2 separate regions of the Rattus norvegicus genome follow, and region 2 is linked to region 1. A link is a contact called in public Hi-C data. All regions are on one chromosome and are shown on one strand. Each heading gives the region's core, a stretch centred on a gene start, on an enhancer-like site or on the middle of the called end of the contact. The rest is flanking DNA. Distances are from core to core; before and after follow the strand shown. Region 1 holds the start of Chn2 (chimerin 2). Region 2 overlaps Chn2 (chimerin 2).

Region 1 (7,664 bases), core at 3,365-5,864:
TAATTTGTTCAGTTACTAGGAAAGATCTCATTTGTTTATCACATTGTATGAGCTGTGTGTTCCGGTTTTTTTTTTTTTTAATTGACTGTGAAATTATCCATTTGGCAATCACATTGCTGATATGCAAAAAAATTCTTATTTTAATTATAAAAGCAAATATGACCCTTGATTATTAAGAAAGCTTTTTCAAATCAGCCAGTTTATTTCTGGATATAATCAAGTACACCTGGCAATATTAGAATCTTAAAGATATCGATTTCTGTGTGTTGGTGGGTGGTTTAAAAATAATTGAAGGAACCAAACCTTCTTGCCAATCCAGGCAACTGTGGAATTTAATTATCAGTGGTCATCATTAAAACAGAGGCTCACCCATTCCTTTTACACATAATTGAACCCTCCATAGGAAAATTCTAAAGAGTTCTCGAAAAAATGTATTTTTAAGTTAATGTTAACCTGACGACTTTGCTAGGTGACAGTTGGTAACAGGCACAAGGACACACTTGGGTGATGTGGTTAAACAAAAGCAGGGAAGATTATTCAAGTTAGAGAACCTTGAGCTTCTGCTGAGCGAATCACCAGTTTCCCTCCATGCAGCCACCAGGAAACTTCATTCTCTCAGCCGGTCCTCAGAGACCGACTGACAGCATACTGGGACCCTGGAGAAGCTGGCTGTTCTTTTACTAGTGCCCCAATGTCCAAGTTCATCCTTGATTTCAGGATCATGTCATCAAAGCCTCCAGGAAGTTTCCCACCTACCAGGAGAAAGGATCAAGGACCCAAGAAAAGCAAGGGAAAGTTACAGACTTAGCCTGGGTCTAAGTTCTCAGTCATCCTGAAATGCCTTTCTTTGCCTACATTCTAGAAAGCTTCTAACTATCCATCAATGTCCGACACTTGTGTCAACTCCACTGGCTACTCCAGACTAAAGCCATCACTTCCTTACCCTGCACACCCCTCTACATACATAAATACACACATACACACATACATACATACATACATACATACATACATACATACATACATACTGTATCACTGTAGGGCACGGGCTATGAGATGGCTGCCTATCCTTCCTGCTGCTTCTCAGAGACTCTTGAGTAATCTTTTCAATGCAAGCACTCAGAGCTATATCTGAAACCTACAATGTGCTCACTCACTAAAATGTTTCTTTAATGGAGCTAAAACTCAAGATTAAATTCAGCATATGCACTGGCTGGTATCGTGTCAACTTGACACAAGCTAGAGTCCTCAGAGAGGAAGGAGCCTCAGTTGAGGAAATGCCTCCATGAGATCCAGCTGTAAGGCATTTTCTCAATTGGCAATCAGTGGGGGAAGGCCTGGCCCATTGTGAGTGGTGCCATCCCTGGGCTGGTAGTCCTGGGTTGTAGAAGAAAGCACGCTGAGCAAGCCATAGGGAACGAAGCAGCAGGCAACACTCCTCTGAGGTCTTTGTATCACATCAGCTCCTGTCTCCAGGTTCCTGCCCTGTTTGCGTTTTCTGTTCTGACTCCTTTGGTGATAAATAGCAATCTGTAAGTATAAACCAAATAATTCTTTCCTCCCCAACTTGCTTTTTAGCCACAGTGTTTCTTTGCAGCAATATAGACCCTAAGAGTATGAGGGAAGAAAGGGATTTCATGTGCACTGAGTGCAGAGTTTATTTCATCATCTAAGGTTGAAGCCACTGAACACCTTCATCCCTCAAAGAAGACTGTGAATCTGTTTGCAAGATGTTTTAAAGGTGTGTGTGTATGTATGTATGTATGAATGTATGTATGTATGTATGTATGTATGCATGCATGCATGTGTAGGCGTGCCTATTGAGGCCAGAAGAGGGCTTGCATGCCCTGGAGCTGGAGTTACAGGTTGTTGGGAGCCTTTCAATGTATCAAGGGTACTTGGGCCTGAACTCAGGTCCTCCGGGAAGAACAGCAATCTCTCTTAACCACTGAGCCTCTCCTCTGCACCAAGCTCTCTTATGCATTAGACCCTGGGCCCGAAACTCAGCATACTGATTTAATGCGAAAATTGAAGCTAGGAAAAACTTAAGTAACCCACCTCAAGAGGCCTCACTGGCCAGCAGGGGAGCCAGAATTCAAATACAATGATCTCAGAAGTTTGAAGCTACAAAGAAAGCTAGAATTATCTCCCTTGCTAAGCCTTGAAGTCCAAGCCTGGCCCACAGTTGGCCCTTCCGCCTGGTGACTAATGGGTTCACAGAGTGCCCTACTTTCTCAGACTCTGGCCTTTGCCTGCAAGAACCCAGCTGCTCTGCGAAACAGACTCTATTCTTCTCTGCTCAACACCTCTCACAGGTGTGAATTGCTTGTGTCCTCTGAATTATTCATTAGCCACACAATGGTAAGTGTGCTTAAAAAGAACTATGATTCCATATTTTTGCAAGACAAAGTGTCTGATGAATTGGTGCACTAGGCCATATAAACCCACAGGTCAGGTTGATTTACATGCAATGGTAAATAGATTCAATGTCCACTCTTTTGCCTTTCAGATTTCATGCAATTTCCCACAGTCTCCAACAGGATTAAGAGACGGGTCCATAAAACAGGGGAGAAAGCCATTGTAAGCCTGCTGTCCTCTCTGCAGTCACCGCCCTCCAAAGCTTATCCTGGCTGCTATGAGCAGCAAAGTCTTCCCAGGGCTGACCTAGGCTTCTTAAGCTGTATCAAGATCCAGAATTTCAGATGGCACAGCATCGGTACCCTACGCCTCCAGGGAATCCTAAGATGATGCTGTCTCCTGTTTCCTCCTCATCATCATCCTTCCTCGGTCCTCCCCTTGCTACCTTTATCCCCTCAGTTCATGGAGTGGGCAGGCTTTGGAGAGGGAGAAACATGTGCTAATAGGAAGGCAGCATCTCTGCATTTTAAATTCAATGTTAGTCAACCAAAATGAATTGAAACGCAGTGGCAGTGGTTTGAGGGTACTAAAAATAAGCCCTAGCATTTGCTGAGTTCTCAGAATTAAAACCACAGGCGGTCAACTTGTTGCTGTTCTTAATAAGAGCTGACTGCTCTGCCCACCAGTCCCTACTGCCAGCAGCTCAAACTACCCGGCACCTAACAATGCTGTTTTTATTAGTTGACAGCACTCATTAAAGGAAGTGTCATTTCCATGGGACTAAACCTGACCAAGAAAAGATAGCATGTAGCAAGCATTCAAGAGAACAACTACTCTCTGGTCACAGTCACCTTGTGTCTACAATTTGGTTAGTTACACATCCACAGCTGTGGTTCCTTTCATGCCTGCCTTCCTGCCCAATGCTGCATCTCTTCTCCACACTGAATTTAATTTTTGGAGAATAAAGAAAAAGAATTCAATGGGACACCATACAATATTAATACACAGAGCATTCCCACTAGGACTTTAAGACTTTTCTTTGACCCTTGAGTTCTGTATGTCAAACAGAACTGTGTGTCTTAACAGCCATCCCTTCAGGGTTTCTTATTAAAGTTTTCAGTGACCAAAGGGGTAGGGGAACTGTACCTAATGCATCATTCTGATTAGAAACCTGTCATGTTCAGAAACCAGAGGGGCTGCCTCCATTGATTCTTATGCCTTTGCATTCATTATCATTTTTTTTCTGTTCAATTAGACCTGCTGATCAACCATAGAAAAGCTGAAAGCCCTTTTTTTCACCCAGCCACATTTAACACAGAAAAAAAATGGAAGCCTTGAAAGTAAAATTACAGCGTAGGATAAGAACGCGTCTAGAGCCCCCCTCGCTCGCTCCTGCACACACACATGCTCTCTGTGTCTGTCTCACAGTCTCTCTGTCTGTCTCTGTCTCTCTCTCTGTTTCTCTGTCTCTGTCTACACACACACACACACACACACACACACACACACACACACACACACACACACAGTTCACAGGGTAAACATGCCAGGAGTCAGAGAGGCTGGGCTCGACCTCCATTCCACTATCCCACTTTAGTAGGACGAGCAAGACACATTTTCCTCCTGGCTGCTCTCTCAAACCCATGCCCCAAGCGAGTGTCTCCAAGGAGCTAATTTCTGAAACAAACAAAGAAATCCGAGTCTGCAAGGAGCTAGGGTTTGCACCCTTCTTTGGCTCTGGGTATCCAGGGTAGCAGGCGCCAAGATACACAGGTCCGGAGCTCAGCTGTGCCCTCACCTTCCCGGCGCTTTCTGCCCCCGTTCCAGCTGTGCAGAAAGTGCAAGGCTGCTGGCAGCTACTGCTCGCCAGGAGCCCCAGACTCCTGGTCCGCAAGCCTAGGACACTACCGAGTCCCACCTCTACGCTGTCACAGGTCAGACGAGGAGGTGCTGACCACCTTAACAAGTGTCCCGGGGACGCTGGTGCCCCGCGCCACGCTCTCCTAGAGCGGGCGGGACGGCCACAGGTAGACTCTCCATCCCCGCACAGGCGACCGCGCGCTGAAACTCACCAGAGGACACGGAGGAGCCGGACAGACTAGAGTTGCTGGACGCTGCCATCTCGGCGCCGCGCGTCGCTGCTTGCTCAGTCCCGGTGCGGGCGGCGTCGCCGCTGCCCTCGGCCGGCCGCTCGCAGCCCGCGCGGCCCCCAGCCCATGGCAAAGTCCTGGGGACGCGCGGGAAGCACCGGCCTCCGGACTCTGCCTGCACTTCCTGCTCCGCCAGATGACGCGCTGCCGCCGCCGCTATTTATTCGTGCTCGCTGTCCCTCTCGGCGCCTGGGCGCGCTCCGCTACGGGCGTCGGAGTGGCAGGGGCGCAGCGAGGCCGAGGCGGCCGGCCAGGAGGATGGGACCACCGCTCTCAGCGTCCCCGCTGTCCCCGCTGCGAGCCCGCTCCCTGCGCGCGACTGGAACCTGGGCACCCCTGGGCTCCCAGCACCAGCTCTAGAGAATTCAGCCTCCGCCGCCGCACTTCGAGCGGCCCGGGCAAAGGCGGGGGAGACAGATAGACAGCGACCTCCCCCTTCTCCCTCCTCCCCAACTCAGCTCGCGCGCGCACACAAAGGAAGGAGGAGAGGAACGCCGGCGCTCCGGGCTGAATCCACTCTGCCCGCTTGACAGCTCCAGCACCCCTGGCTGCTGGGGGAGGCTGAGGACCAAGGGGTGGGGACCATCAGGACTCGGAGCCTGCCCCGAGGTGTTGGGCAAACCGCCAGGGACGCGCAGCGGACCGAGCAGCAGTGTACAGCGCTGCTTCCCGAGTTAGAGAAGGGGATGGAGGGGTTGTAGGAGGAAGGTGGCAGCAAGCTCTAGGCTCTGGAGCAACCACACAGTGTGGGGAGGGAGTGCGGGGGGGGGGGTCCCAGAAGGCGAAGGCGAGGTCTCTGAGGATTAGGTGCGGGGCAGCAGGCCAGGATGCCACCGAGGCTGGGAAGCGCCCTTTCCACCACCCTACAATTTGTCCTTTGTTGGTCAGGAATCGAAGGTCCCTGCCCTGGTGTAGGTCTCCTAAACCACTCAGGGAGCCGATCTGGCTACACTGAAGTACTCCAGTCACTGGCAGGGACCGTGCCCCAAAAGTCCACTATGCTTCTGAGACTGGTGTTAAAAAAAAATAAAAATAGAGACATCCCAAAGGTGGCATCGGTCTTACACAAAGAAAGTGGTCCTCTGCCCCTTGTTCGGGTCCTCACAAAAGACTAAGACTGCAGCAGGTGCAACTGAAGCCTTTAAGGATAAGGAATTGCCTAGGTGTATGAGAGAAAGGGACTGGGGCTGGTCTGTGCCATTCTCCTGTATTTAAACCTAAATTAATTTCACTGGAAGGAAATGTCATGCAGATATATATTTTAAAATCCGTTTCACGCTCCCAGCAGAGTAATCGGTTCTTTCATTCCTAAAGCTACAGAAAACTGTGAAATTTGAACAGAAATTGTTAGATCAAAGGAAAAAAAGCAAACATTAAAGGAATGAAAGTACTCTCATTATAGAGCAAAACGGAAAGTGTTCGCATTGGGAGCAGCACGATTTTGAAAAACATGGCTAAGAAGGGCATAGTCCATTTGAAAATTATCAGGAGTGACTCGGAACAGCGGCCACGTCCTGGGGGCCTCCACATCTGCAGAGGACCTCGTGTACAGTGAATAATAAGTGTTAAATGATCACGATATGCACTCATGTCACATTTTCTACTTGATTTAAAGTATATTTTAAAATTTCCCCCTAGGATGCCATCCCAGTGTGACTGCCCAACAAGTGCCCCCACCCACATTTATTTGTTGATTAGTTTGGGGGGGGAACCTCTTGTTGAACTCCCATGAGCCACTTCAGCTCCACTGAGCTGTATCATCATGGACTCCATTTATAGGGCTCTTAAGACAGATCTGCCTGGGTCAGCTAGACTCAGGTACTGCTAAGTCTCCTCATCCCATGCACTTTTGGAGGGCAGTGCAAGCTTGAGGTGACTTCATCTGGAGCCCTGTGGGTACATACACTCACCCAGCATGCTCTGGACCACTCTATGGGAGTGGAACTTCTTGCACACCCAGAGTTCAAGGCACGACATGACATTCAGTTGTCTGGCTAGTAATTTACAAAGTCCTCTGGATCTCTAGATGGTGGGCAAGGCTGTCGCTGGACAAGATCATTACTACGTGGGCATTGAAGAAAACCAGCATCTCAGTTCAAACAAGGATGTCAGCAAATACTTTATAGTCCTGTTTCTCCACTTCTACTACTGATAACATGGAGAATAAGCTTGAGAAAAATACTAGTTGTGATACCATATCGTGCTATTCAAGACTGTATTCCAAGAGGTTGTAAATTGTTTAGCTGAAAGGTAGAACCAAACATTCGAACAATGTTTTCTTTCTCCAGGAACCCAAGTGGTATGCATATGTGGTAGTTTGAATAGGAATGACCCGTATAGACTCGTGGCTTGAATGCTTGGCCATAAGGAGTAGCACTATTAGGAGGTGTGGTCTTATTGGAGGAGATGTGACCTTGTTAGAGGAAGTGTGTCACTGTGGAGGTGGGCTTTGAGGTGTGCCATGCTCAAACTCCATTGAGTGTGGAAGCCAGTCCCCTTCTTGCTGCCTGCAGATCAAGATGGAGAGCTCTCAGCTCCTCCAGCACCATGTCTGCCTGCATGCCAGCATGTTTCCTACCATGACAAAAACAGTGGATTAAACCTCTGAACTATACACCAGCCCCAATTAAATGTTTTCCTTTATAAGAGTTGCCTTGATTCTGGTGTCTCTTCACAGCAGTGTAACCCAAGCTAAAACAACATACAAACATGCAGGCAAAACATATAGGTAAAATAATAAATATTTAAAAAAAAACCAAAATATGGCCCAGTAATAATCTTCATTACTCCAGATAGATGAAGGGATGGACAGGTTCTCACTGTGAAGGCACCACCACCAGGTAAAAACAATGCAATCCGAAAGTAGAAGAGAGAGCTTCCGTGAGGCCCAGCTTGTGGTCAGAGGTAGATGGAGTCGGTCGTTTTGAAGAACAAACCTAAAACAGTTTCTGGACTGATATCTGAAAGTTGATGGCTCATTGGGACAGCTGAATGTTAATCATCAGGGAAAACGTAGCCACTCGTAGTCCAGATCCACTTTCTCCGGTTCAAAGACCGAGGGGCTTGAGTCTCCTGATCAGATATTTCAGACTGTAAATTAACAAGCAGGACCTGATGCGAAGTGCTAAGTCTCTTTGTCAGTAGGCGCAGGAGCCC
Region 2 (7,664 bases), core at 3,410-5,909, 44 kb before region 1:
ATGGGAATCCACTGCTGGAGGGAACCCATAGGAAAGAATCAGAACACTGGAGAGTCTAGGTTGGAGGCCTTATGTAAGAACCAGGAATGTGGCAGAGAAACCATCTTTCAGGAAAGGCTATCTGATAGTGGTCCAAAGGCAAGCCTAGTGGGAGGGACTGTAGACAGTAGACTTCGTGTAGACTGTGAAGACAGTCAGCATGAGATGCCGGGCCCACACCAAGGTGTCAGCGTCAGAAGAAATGAAGGCCTGGCCGCTAACACTGCTAAGAGACCCTGGCTGGTGAACTGAGGCAGATGTAAAGGGCTGGGTCAGTAGGGAAGCAGGATGAATGTAGGTCTCATGGTGAGGTCCAGAGTCCTAGGCAGCCAGATTAGAGCTCAGATCTAATGGTCTGGTAACCAACAACTCCCCCATCCCCCTACAACACAGAACCTTTAGGGACTGGGACCATTGTCTGTTACTTCCTCTCCAGATTCCCTGATCTTGCCCCTTTAACAGCCTGACAGACCTCCATCACCTCCAACAGAGTCAGATGGAAGGCAGCTTTTCCCAGCTATGGGTAGGGTCTCTCTCTAGCTCAAGGACACCCACTCCCATCCACACCCCCACCCCCACCCCATCCACACCTCCACCCCATCCACACCCCCACCCCCACCCCATCCACACCTCCACCCCATCCACACCCCCACCCCCATCCACACCTCCACCCCCACCCTCACTCTCATCCACACCCCCACCCCCATCCACACCTCCACCCCCACCCTCACTCTCATCCCCATCCCCACCCTGGCTGCCAATTCACCTCACTGTTAGTTGCCAGTCTCTGTATCTGCTCTCCAATCTGTACCTAACCAAGGCAGGGAGCATAGGGCTCCCACATAACAATGCCTTTGCTATGAAAACAAAGGCTCTCCAAGAAAACAGAGAACTCTAACCCTTGACCAGCTGAGGCTAAGGAACATAGAGAATGTTTGGTTTGTTTGACATTTTTTGTTTTGCTCTGTTTTTAGTTGGAAAAGCAAAGCCACTGGGAGGGGAGGCTGGCCAGGTAACAATAGAAGCCTGTCCACGCTCCTGTCCCCATGACTCAGACTGTGATACTGTGGAAGTAAAATCTAGATGAGAGAAAGTCGGGACTTTGGAAGCATCACTGGGAACGCTAAACCTTTTCATCTGTTTTCTCTTCTTTTCTATAACCCAGGGGCTGGTAATCTTGTAGGAAGGAAAACCACACAGGCCCCTGTTCCTCTGGGCCCAGGCACAGAGCTGGATAATGCTAGGGTGACAGGGTTCTCTCTGTGTAGGGTGGTTTTGCAGCTTTGAGCTACAGCAGTCTTGAATATTCTGGAATCTGACATAGGTAGAAGGCTGGCAAAACATGTGGTCCCTGGTTTGGTAGAGGAGGTTGGGAAGCAGCATTCATAAATGACGAGGAGGGAAGGGGAATCCACCCCTGTGCACGTGGAACTTGCAGAAGAGAGGAAAGGCCTGTTCTGTCTTCTTTTGCTAGCTGTGGTACTGAGTAGTATCAGCATTATTTTAAAAGAAAAGTCTCAAATGTATGGTTCTAACAGACCCATTTGTCCGCACTCCTCCCACTCCTGTTTTGCCAATGGTGACATCATTGTCTACTCAGACCTCCAAGCCTACTGATCTCCCCAAGAATGCCCATTTCCTCGGCTTTCCAGAAGACCATTCATCTGTCAGAAGACCATGTTCAGCCAGGACATCACCACGGAATGTTCTGGGACACTCCTGACATGCCAGAGTTTATCTTCCTCTAGTCTCTAACCTTTGCACATAACTTCATCATGACCCACACATGACACGGGACACTCTACCATTGAACACTGAGCACTTGTATCCCTGCTAGTCCTATGTTGCTGCCCCCAGAGTGATAGTACCAGGAAACAATTAGGTCACAGGGTGGAGCCCTCAAGAATGAAATGAACGCCTCTATTAAAGGACCACAGAGAAATCCTTCATCCCTTTTACCATATGAGGTTAGAGTGAGAAGACAAGTTGTGACCAGACACAAAATCTGCCAGGGCCTTGACCTAATGTCTGGTGTTCAGAGGCTGTCTAGGTTAGGCTATTGAACAGAATCTGGAATGGACCATGATGCTCTTCAGTTCTTGGGACCACTATTCACTCTTCAGTTATTGGGACCATCTGGGCCTTACTTATCATTGAAACTGCAGCAGCTGCCAAGACCATGGCATGCACCAGAGTCAACAACCTATTGACTGAAGCACTGAGTCGGAGCTATGCCAGTCAGTGCCTGCCCGTGACTCTCCACTCTAGAAACACGGAGGCACAAAAATGTAACCCCCCTACAGAGGTCCATTTTGGCTCCTCTAGCAAGTAGGCTTCCTCTGGGAGTTGTCCACTCAATGCTATTGCCTGGCCCCCTCACCCTTCCCCTAAAGTTGTGCAAATAAGGACCAGCTACAGGACAGAGAAAGAAGAAAACAAAGCCCTCTAGGAATCTCTTGCTTTAGACAAGAAGCCATTCTCTACAACATAAACCCAGACAATGACCTCATCGTGGGTGTCACCACAGCTCTCCTATAAAACAGGAAGAAGTTGTCCTACACTGGGCTCTCTCTCTATAACCAAGCTCTTGCAGAACACCTGTTGAATAGAACAGAATTTTCATTTTCCTTGACATTCTTTGTTTTTATTGGATATTTTATTTATTTACATTTCAAATATTATCCCCTTTCCCTTTCCCAGTTTCCCTCTGGAACCCCCTATCCCATCCTCCCTCCTCCTGCTTCTATGAGGGTGTTCCCCCACTAACCCACCCACTCCTGCCTCCCCACCCTGACATTTCCCTATCCTGGGGCATCAAGCCTTTCCAGGACCAAGGGCCTCTCCTCCCATTGATGTCTGACAAGGCATATGCTGCTAGAGGCATGGGTCCCTCCATATGTACTCTTTGGTTGGGATTTAGTCCCTGGGAGCTCTGGAGGGGTCTAGTTGGATGATATTGCTGTTCTTCCAATGGGGTTGCAAACCCCTTCAGCTCCTTCAGTCCTTTTTCTAACTCCTCCATTGCAGTCTCCGTGCTCAGTCCAATGGTTGGCTATGAGCAATATAGCTGTCTCCTGGGAGGCTCTGCCAGAGTCTGACAAATACAGAGGTAGATGCTCTGGTCACGTTTTATTGTGTTTTTATTTCTCCCTAGAAGGATCCCAGTGGAAGAATTGACCTTAGCATTAAAATGGCATGTTGTGTATACATGTGTACATGGGCCCACACTATCAGGTGCCCAGTTGGGAACAACAACTTCAAGCTTTGAAGGAGGTCTTCAGAGAGACACCTTCACGGTTGAAGCAGAGGAAGCATTTCCAGAAGCTGACATAGAGACAGGGAGAGCGCTCCACGCAGCCTGAAGAGTGAGCAAATGACTGGACAGGAAAAAGCAGAAGGAAGCACAGTGAGCTGCCCATCCTTGCCTTGTGCTCTACCAGAGAGGTCCTGGCGCTCCTCAGTGTCCCTCAGAATCACCACGCCAGCTGCGTGGCCATAGGCAAGTTCCTTAACCTCTCAATGGTAAGTTGTATCACCAGTAAACAGAGATGATGTCTCCAAGAACTGTTCTAAGAATGAATTGGATATGGGAAAATATGATAAAGGATATTCATAAAATTAATGCAACTTTTTAGCAATTGTCGTTGATATTATTGACCAGCCATTAGCTCCTGGAAGGTAGTTTCCTACTGCTAATCCCCACTAAGCATCCAACAGTGTATTTTGCCCCAAACCAATGGGTACAAAGTATGCACTTACCTAAATAAGTCTCTTTGTATTTCTCTCAGTGTTCTGGCGAGCTTGTTTCCTCTTCAAAGAAATTGTTAGCCCCTTTTTCTTAGCTGGGTGATACATTGAAATGTCACAGTAGGGGCATGAAGCATAGGTCCTACCACCATGAATTTACAAACTAACATAGGACCATATAACAAAGGTAGTAAGTCTAAAGTCATACAGGTCCTATAAAAAAGTTCTATGATACTCTGATAGGCTATTAATAAGCAAAAAAAAGAGAAGGCGGAAGTCACTGCATGCCCAGATTATTTAGATGAGGTGGAACACTGGGGAGCATGTTCTAGAACCTGTGGGTAACATGGCCTGGCCAGTGTGTAGGAATCTGGCCTGTAGAGTAGCATAGAATCAGACTGAGAGAGACTTAGAGGCCTAGACAAAGATTCAGTTCTCATGAACAGTGGGCAGCCCAGCCTTAGCAGCCTCTGCTAACAAGAGTCTCTGCTCCTGGAGGTCAGAGGGCACTAGCACCTTCACCTCAGAGTCTTAATACAGAAAAGCTTCTTAGAGATTCTCACAGCACGGGACAGCAAAGCAGAGATCCAGCCACTCCAAGAATCATTTGATAGTGCCTCACTCCGTGGCTCTGTGTGAGAGGCAAGCTGTGTCCCTCATGATGTCCTAGCTTCTGTCCCCAGAAAGTCAGGGTGGTTCGCCACAGCACCTTGGCTTTCTCTGCCAGTTTCTCTTCCCAACACTTTCTGCTCTGTGTCGAAATTACAAGAGAAAGGAGAAGGGGAAGTCCCACACTGGGAAGTGAGAGTGGGTGGTGGAACAGAACGTAAATAAGTAAACACATCACTTATGAAGAAGTCGGGGAAGGGGGACTGTGTGTGTCGGGAGGAAGAAAACAGTGTTGCAGCCAATAGACTTAAAATTAAGCCCCACTTAGTGTTTCCTCTTCAGCGTAGAAACCACTAAAAAAAATTTTGAAGGGAAAAAAAAAAGCAGGAAGTTCCCTCATCCATGTTAACAATAGAACAATCCAGGGTAGGGTTTCACAAGGCAATTTCTTTTAAAAAAGAGAGGCAGGCACTCAGTGTTCAGATCGGTTGGATCCTGACTGGTCCTAGCTTGACTCCTAGCACTTCGGTGTTATAAATAGCTCAGCAATCACAACGAACTGCAATTAACTTCAGGCTTATTTAAATTATGTAGTTTGAGACTGAAAGGATATACTGGCAAGAACATTAGCACCAAACGTGGGAATTTTGGATTCTGTTTCCTGCACAGCCTGGAGGGCTAGTAAATTTGTCCTGTCCATCTGTCTGTCTGTTTATTTTCTTATCACTCACGTTCCCCTGGGACCTGCTGTCAAGGCCAGCAGTCAGAAGCTGGCCTTGAACTCTGGTCTTCCAGTTTGCACTTGAGTTCAGGTAACAGACAGGAAGACATTGGGCCTCTTTCCTTTCTCAGGACAAGCTCCCCTGGGCAGTCCCCTCCCTATATCCCATTCCTCCTGGTTCATGCTTTCCTCACACTGGAAGTTTCTGAAGTAGCTAACTACAGAGGTCCTCAACTCCTCCATGTCCTCAGCATGCTCTTCCTCATAGGAGATGCCCCTTCACTCTAAAACCTTGTCTCAGCTGTCGCCACTCCAAAAGGCTTTGCTCTTTTTGTTGGCTGGAGATCCATCCAGGGCCTGTGCATCCAAAAGACACTCTCTACCACTGAGCTAAATCCAGTTCATCAAAAGCATGCTCTCCCCTCCCCCCCTCCTCTCCTTCCCCCCCAACACACACACAGAGACACACACACTCAAAGACAGACAGACACACACACCCCTTCCCTCTTCTCTTCTCTCTCTCCATCCTCCCCTCCCCTCCCCTGAAGTCCTTTCACACTTGAATTTGTTCCTGTCACATCAGTCTCCTCTTGAAGGCTGTGTATCTCTGAGGAGTAGACTGCATTTCATCTCTTTCTATATATAAAGCACGTAGTAAAATAAGTGGCACCTAGCAGATGCTCGATACATAACTGAAGGAAAATAAATGAGGAAATTTTTCAGACCTGCCCTGAGACTTACTTTTACACTCAAATGGGTGCCCGGCTACTATTGTGCAATCTCTCTCACCATTTATGAAAGAGGTGCTGATTCAATTGCCCCTACCTGTCTCACCTAACAGATGAGGTCAATACTCATCCTGCCTGTGCAGGGGGATGTGATGGGAAGACGAGATGGAGGAGCCTAGAAAACCACTCTTCGAGGGGCCTGAGGTAAGCGCCTCATTTTTTCAGAGAGCCGCACCCACAGTGCAGCATCCTTGAGGAACCTCTCGACTGGGAAGTTGTTCATGCCCTCAATCTTCACTGGAGTAAAACCTAGATGGAAAATGGTGCTGTCCAGCGGCCAAACCGCAAGTGCAACGAGCTCGCCACGCCAACGAGATATCAGTGGTCAAAGGCCGGCTGCCTGTGGAAGGGATATGGGCCATGGCTATATTTTGTTTGGCCTGCATGATCTTAAAAAAAAAAACAACAAAGTTTGGATTAGCTACCAATGGTTAAGGATGAAGAGATTCGGCACTAAAAATCTTTCTGTGTTAACTTTGAGAAGACCAAGAAGATGAGGGGTGCCCTTGTGGACAAGGTGCTTGGAGGGAACAGAATATGCGTTCTGCCGCCCACTGCGTGCTCCACTTCCCTCAATTACAGAGCCTCCCTGGGACTTGGCTGTTGGGTTGGCAAGCTCCAGCCAAGGACTGGTAAGAGAAGCCAAGCTGTGGTCTAACGAGATGGGAGCAGAAGGACCCAGACCAGAATGAGGAAAGAAGCCCTGGATTAGAGGTCAAAACCAGTCTCAGCCCTTTCGCTGCCCTAGGACTGAACCAGGGGCAATCCACACACGCTACTCTAAGATCTACCATTGGGCTACACTCGAAGACAAACAATGGGCCTTTGTGAGTTCTTTGCTACCGAAACCAAGGATGGGATATGCTACAAAGGGCAGTGCCAAGTAAAGTCTAGAAGTGGTGCTTTGAGGAAGCATTACAGTGGCGGATAGCTTTTTTGGTATGTGCGTGCGTGCGTGTAAATTTAGATTCCCTTTCTTCTAACTTGTAGAACCATGTATGCAGGACTCTGCTTGGCGTGCCTATTGAGTATATCACACTGAATGTTTCAATTGCGGTGTCTGTGGGGCCCTCCAAATCTGCTCCCCCTGCCCTGATTTCCAACTCAATTAACAGTGTTTCCGATCATCCTCCAGAAACTCTGAAGCCTCCTCAACTCTAAATTGTTTTACGCTCATCTCTAAGGGACCCAGCTGCAGCTCTGCTTTCAAAAGTCTCAGAGCCCAACCTCTCCTCAGTAGCCAGTCTGCCATGTCTCTGGGCAGAGCCAATGCTTATCTCCTGGGTTGCTGGCACAGCCTCCCAGCAGATGTCCCTAATTCTGCCAGGTCCTCTCTTCTCAACACCCAGCCCAGGATTATTCTGTAAAAATAGGTCAGGTCACATCATTAGCTTAGCACATCCCAGTGAGCTCCTATTGCTTAGTGCCTTTAAGATCTCCCCTAACAAACCCATTAAGGGTGCCTTGACGATCTCCCCTAACTTAAGAATTACTCTGTGTTCACGCACGCCGGCTTCATCTACTGTTGCAGCAATACTCAGCCACACCGGCCATCTTCTTCAAGCATGCAGAACATGCTTCCACTTCAATGCCTTGGTATTGTTCCACTGAGCTGGGCTCTTCTTTCCCCCATATATGTACGTGTGTGTGTGTGTGTGTGTGTGTGTGTGTGTGTGTGTGTGTGTGTGTGTACACGTACACACTAATTCCAGCATATCCTTTAGGCTTTATAAAGAAGTTCCCATTTCAGGAATGCCCTC

What was found. A called contact is a pair of places that touch in the nucleus more often than the background predicts.
Region 2: a contact with region 1 is called in a Hi-C map of liver, with 1.6 times the contacts expected there. The contact joins the enhancer-like site here to the promoter of Chn2 in region 1. A contact is called at or near these places in 2 of 12 Hi-C or Micro-C datasets (kidney and liver).

The regions. Positions count from the first base shown.
Region 1 is chr4:84,475,939-84,483,602 of GRCr8, reverse strand. It overlaps Chn2 (chimerin 2), which reads right to left and starts at 4,614. Exons shown (of 13, transcript NM_032084.2): 1 at 4,431-4,614. The coding sequence starts at 4,479.
Region 2 is chr4:84,519,551-84,527,214 of GRCr8, reverse strand. All of the region lies in intron 1 of Chn2 (chimerin 2), which reads right to left. Among named protein-coding and RNA genes, the nearest start is that of Chn2, 44 kb to the right of the region's middle. Within about 2 kb of position 4,659, at least 27 of the 93 cell types and tissues checked have an H3K27ac peak or open chromatin away from gene starts, as enhancers often do. A contact at or near this core is called in liver, where this site is marked.